2 separate regions of the Columba livia genome follow, and region 1 is linked to region 2. A link is a contact called in public Hi-C data. All regions are on one chromosome and are shown on one strand. Each heading gives the region's core, a stretch centred on a gene start, on an enhancer-like site or on the middle of the called end of the contact. The rest is flanking DNA. Distances are from core to core; before and after follow the strand shown.

What was found. A called contact is a pair of places that touch in the nucleus more often than the background predicts.
Region 1: a contact with region 2 is called in a Hi-C map of liver, with 2.9 times the contacts expected there. The contact joins two enhancer-like sites. A contact is called at or near these places in 2 of 2 Hi-C or Micro-C datasets (crop and liver).

Annotation. Positions count from the first base shown.
Region 1 is chr8:12,310,427-12,313,126 of bColLiv1.pat.W.v2, reverse strand. All of the region lies in intron 7 of LOC110363298 (a long non-coding RNA gene), which reads right to left. Among named protein-coding and RNA genes, the nearest start is that of HOOK1, 150 kb to the left of the region's middle. Within about 2 kb of position 1,371, at least 1 of the 3 cell types and tissues checked has an H3K27ac peak away from gene starts, as active enhancers do.
Region 2 is chr8:11,750,721-11,753,700 of bColLiv1.pat.W.v2, reverse strand. It overlaps TM2D1 (TM2 domain containing 1), which reads right to left. Exons shown (of 8, transcript XR_002421445.2): 7 at 1,863-2,130; 8 at 192-1,427. Among named protein-coding and RNA genes, the nearest start is that of TM2D1, 18 kb to the right of the region's middle. Within about 2 kb of position 1,355, at least 3 of the 3 cell types and tissues checked have an H3K27ac peak away from gene starts, as active enhancers do.

The DNA of each region.
Region 1 (2,700 bases), core at 122-2,621, 560 kb before region 2:
CTATTTAACAATAGGAAATTTTGCAGACAGGTGTAAAATGTAAAATTTCCATATGGCAAGCACAATTCCTCTAGTATTCTTAAAAATATCTATGCTAGGCAAAGCCTAAGAGCTTGGTTGTTTTGGTGGAAGCAGGCAGGAAAGGGTAAAAAACGCAAATACGTTTGCATGGAAAGCAAATAAAAATAATCTTTGAGGGGAAAGAGTATTAGTGAATGTTTCCTAATAGTCACCATTCACTCTGTTCATTCTTTGCACTCAGCTTGCCAAAGGCAAAAGGTTTTAATTTTGTTCATGGTCAATGTAATGTTTAGAGTTTCATCTACTTGAATGATTCTTTGGGGACTGGTTGCAATAGCTACATTTTGGGTTTAAATTGCATTTTTTTAAAACTGCAACTGAATCTTACCAAGGAGTGAAACTGGAAAGGATAAAATTAGATTCCTGAACCTCCATCCCTTTTTAGAACCAGACATGAAAATACTGCATCCAATTTTGTTAAATATTTTTTCCACATCTGGTCTTCAGTCAAAACCATAAGAGAAGTGCTGGAAATCTCACAAGAAGCCTCGTACTCTTGTGATTTCAAGTCCAATTTTTGCAGCCACAGGAGATCTGTATAGTTGAGATAAGAATCTGAAGCAGAAGCCAAACCCAAACTGTGAACCTCCTGAGGCTCACCCTACCCACAACAGCTTATGTCTTTACCCATCATTTGCAGCAGATGTTCTCTCCAATTCTCCAGTGAGATAAATTCCATTAAAAGTTTCAGGAGAAAGATTATAAGATACATACAATACAAAATAAAAGTGTCCAAAGCAGCTCATCATGGCCCATTAAGCTATTGTTAAAGACCTTTCTACAGCAGCATCTATTGATTAGAGCAGTTTGCTTCTCCTTACTACTATTTTTTCCATGTTGGGCTTTGGGGGCTTTTTGATCTAAAGGCCACTGACGTCAATGAGAGTATTTTCATTGTCTTCAGCGGGCCTCGGATCAAGCCCTTGACAAACTGGTTCTCCCACAGGTCAGTCCGCAGAGTGTGGGTTTCTGCCAGCAGATTGTCCCTAGAACATTTCACTGTAGATTTACAGTCTTTATAAAATTTTTAAATGAAGTTCTATAGTTAGATTCATATGGTATATCATAAATTACAGCAGACTCTGCAAGCTTGGGTTTGAGGGCTGGTTGTTGGGGTTTTTTTTAATTTGGCTCTCAGGGAATGTATAGTTTTTTTCCACAGCAACTTTTCTCCAAATGCAAATTTTACCTGCTTTCTGCTGTTTTGCAACAGAATGTGTGCATTTTTCACGGCCAAAGCTCTCTAAGGAAGGCTGCACCTGTGGCAGTGGTGTGGTGTGAGCAAGCAGGGACTCTCCATCTGCTGTCTTGATGCTAGTTGCAGGCCATGGCTCTGGGCTCTCCTTAGTATTAGTCAGACTAGTGAAAAAGAAAAGCAAGCCAAAAGTTTCAGATTACTTTTCTCCCTTAAGGTGTAGTTAAAGTTGAAAGTTGATTTTTGCCTATCCGAGGAGCAACTTACATCCAGCTCTGCCATCAAACCCTTGAGGAACAAATCCCTGGGGCAAGGGAGGATCTTCGTACAGAGCCCTCAGACACCAACACCAGTCTGAACTGGGACCTCTGACCTCAACACCTCCTTCAGCGGACAGGCAATGTGACAACAGGACACAAGGGACAGCCCTCAGACACTCAAATCCTAATTCAGATTCCCCATCACCAGAGCTTAAATTTAAGAATTCAAGCAGTGTTACTGTGCCCATCTGCAAAGTGAGAGCAATAATCCTACAATACCTTCTCAGAAATGCTGTGAGGCCACGAACTCTGTCTACACAGAGTAGTACTGTTCAGTAGTAAATGAAATCTGTTTTCACTTCCAAGGCTATGGCATAAATTACTATAGGCAGAAATCCAGCCTAGCAGGCAATGAACTGGATGTGGCCCACTCAGTTTCTTCCATCTTTAGCTTTGATTTTCATTGTTCTGTTTCATTAACAAAATTTCCATGTCTTTTTTTCCTCTCCCCTCACCCCCCACCCCCCTTGTAATTTTTCTAAGCTGTTAATTTGCCAGCAGAGAAAATGGCCTCATAATTGTATATCAGCTCCTCCAAAGCACCCGCAAGAATCTGAACAGTTTTTTAGCAGACTCAGCGTTTCCCTCTTTACTTCTCAGCCCTCCTATAAATAGAAAAAGAGGCTGAATAAAGTCTGTTGTGTTTTCACTGGGGGACCATAATCTGGCCACTTGTTTTCTGCTCAAAATGCATTGCATTCTGCAGGCCCTCTCCTTAAAATCAGGACAAGTCCTCCCAAGTCAACAGGGCTGTGGCAATTGGCACCACTGGTTCTGAAGGACAAAAACATCACCACAAACCAGGCATCAACTGAGAATCTCTTGATTCATCCTATTATCTCTTTTATTCCTTTTTAATTTTAAGGAAGGATATTGATTCTGCTTAGGTCACCTCTACAGAAAGAAAAGTGGGGAAGATGCTCAGGAAAACCATAAGGGACAGCAAAACGGTTCAGGTGACTTTTCCAACCCTGCCCTTTGCTTTCCCACGTTTCCAGTCCCTAAATCCTACCGGGGACCAGCTCTACTCTTGTCCCCTTCCCTGATCACCCATGTCAGAAGCTGCTTTTACACTGCATATCAACAGATGTTTTGCCACCACTA
Region 2 (2,980 bases), core at 106-2,605:
GATAAAATCATGAAGCCAGTATCATCTCATGGCAGACAGCTCACTGTCTTAGTGACAAATTTAGTGACTACAAATCCAGGCTTAGAACAGAGCCCTTCCCTAGTCATAATCCAACACTTGCACGCTGGATTTGCGTTTAACTACTAAGATTTCCGTTTCAAGAAGATAATAGCACATCCACAGGTACGAAATTCACTATACGTAAGTTCTTTTATTAGATGCTTAGAAAGATTAAAGTGCTTCCACATTTAACTTAACGTCAAAAATTCCAACTCCTTGTACAAACAGACTTGTCATATGTACTGACACACCAGCGCACAAAGCCCAGCCTCCAGCCCAGGCTGGGTTTTGGCAAGCCTGCCTTACCTAGCCCTGAAATAGAACAGGCAGAGTCACGGTCAGCACGACACGAGCGAACCTGAGGAAAGGGGAAGGAGAAGGAGGTGGGGAACGGGGTAGACAGCCACGGTTTATCTATTCAGTGAATAGCAAGGCGAAAAAAAATCCACAAACCTTTAATTGTGAATGTAGGAGAGGGACAGTGATGTAACTGTTCCCAGGGAACACTATTCTTATTTTGTAGAGGGAGGTGAGCCAAGATACTTAAGCTCTAGAGAACCTTTAACACAGGAAGCTATTTATCATAACAAGCTTGGTTGATACTGCTCCCATACTGAACCAATTAGATTAGCCTATTTCGTCATACTTCATAACTTGGGATGATAGGTTTCCAAGCATGGTACAGTGCAGTAATTGAATTTTGATCAAACACACATGGCCCATAACCCAGTATGTGAAACTTTCAGAACAGTTCACAGCTTTTAAATATCCAGTCAACATGTTGCCAAAAGTACAGGATGTACTTGATGCAAGTGGGAGAGGAGGGGGGGAGCACGAGTCCACGCCGTAACTTGGTACAGCTGTAAAACAAACATTTTTTTGTTCCGATTCTGTTCCTACTTTAGCAAAGGAGCTGGGAGGAAGACAGTGAATGTCAAGTAAGTCGTTTTTCTCCCCAGCCCCCACGCCCCCCCAGGCACACATTTCCCTTTTAACATTCTTAGATTACCACCACCTTTTAAATTCACTGTACTGTACTTGCACACTGTATTAGACACACCAGCAATTGTGTTTGTTAGCATGACACATCCATTGCCTACACTTAGTTAACAAAATAACTTTAAAGTCACATGCATCATCCTCTTAATAGGGTTATAATCAATGGGACCATGGAACGAAAGCCTTAAAAATTACCCCCCACCTCTGCATTCCCCAGGCTGCTGCCTCTGCCAACACAATCCATATGGTGGGCAGTCTCCTCAGGCTCAAGGTGAACACTCCGCCAGTTCTTCGCAGGCAGCAAGCTCCTCTTACATGTTCTCACCATGTTTTCCCCATGGTAAACCCAAGGAACTTTGAAGAAGACTCTGCATAAAGGAAACAGAATACATGAATAAATTCATTCCTATGGCTCTACTGACTCGGGGGCAAAGCACCCACTGCAGAACAGGTTCATGACATGGAAAATGCTGCGCCAGACTTTCTTTTGAGCAAGGGATGGCTATCCATATCAAAGCTGCTCCCTGGCCTACAGCTAAGAGTCTGGCATGCTTAAGCGATGGAGCAAGAGATCCCCAACCTCCGCACGTGGAGCTGCCAACTCCTTTCTCAGCTTTGAGTACTTCGACTGCAAAGGCAGCTGGAGGCAGCTCCAGGCATCTCAGCTGCCCCAAGGTGAAGCACCAGGGCAGCCAACACCTTTGCTTTCATTGAAGGGGTGCAAATAACACACAAAAAAAATCCCCCCAAAACCAGGAATTACTGCTACAGCCCTCTGAACAGTGTAGGATCTGCCTGTTTACCCAAGCACTTCTAGTTGCGCTTTGTGGATCGTCTGCCTCCGAGCCGTCTCCCACACCTGCTCCAGAGCACAGCTGGGGTAGAGAAGCAGCCACAGGTTCCAAGGGGAGAAACGATACTTTTCAGATGTAACAAAACGTACATCTCATTTGGTCTTGCTGTTGGTTGGAGACAGGTATATTGCCAAATTATAGCCACCACCTTGTCAGAGTGCAGAGGCTGTGCTGGATCCATCTCCCTCCCCACCCCGCTCCCCACTAAGTTACGATGCTGCAGAGAAAAGAGAAAAAAAAGAAAAATAATTTGGTGTTCAACTTAGCAGACTTGGACCAAGCCTCAGCTCAAACCAAGGTTAAATAGGCCTGTTCTAAGCCTCTTAAATATAGGATTTATACAGTAATTACAGTAATGGAAACTGATCTTTATAATTTTTATACTGCCTAAAATTCTGCTGTGTCATACGCATCTGCAGCGCCTGAGAGCTGCGCTTCTCGCAGAGAGCACTGCAGTCTTGAAAGCAGCCATTCAAACATGTAATGGAGAATTATCGGAGCATGAGTATGCTTGAGATTCTAATGAAGCACAAAGAGTAAGAATCAAATCTTGAGTTGGTGTTTGAGACAAGCAGTATTTTTTCACCATTTTTTGTTTATGTTTCTTTTGTTTATCTAGTTTATGAAACTAGATCTTTCTCACACAGGTATAAACAACATTGAGACTGCCTTTTTTATTCTTTTATTTCTTTTCCTTCACTACAGTTTTAGGCCTAGAGAGTGAACACAGCGCAAAACGCATCTTGGTCAGACAGACTCCTCACATCCACTTTCCAGACTTCTCTGCCGTGCAAGGAAAAATACCCGAGTGCTCAGTCTTTGCTGCACGATAAGGAGCAACTTCAGAAGATTCGGAGATCTGATAGGGGGTTTGGCTCCACCTTCAGGAAGCAGAAGGCAAAGAGACAACACGGTTTTAAGTTTCAGACATACTTTCTGCAGAAACTGAAGCCTACAACCCCCTCTTAGTGTCATCCACTGCTTCCCAAAGTGTCTTTGCTTCATACACATAAAAGATTCCCTGATTTGGTGCTCTGACATTTCTACATACTTGATGCAGCTCTGGA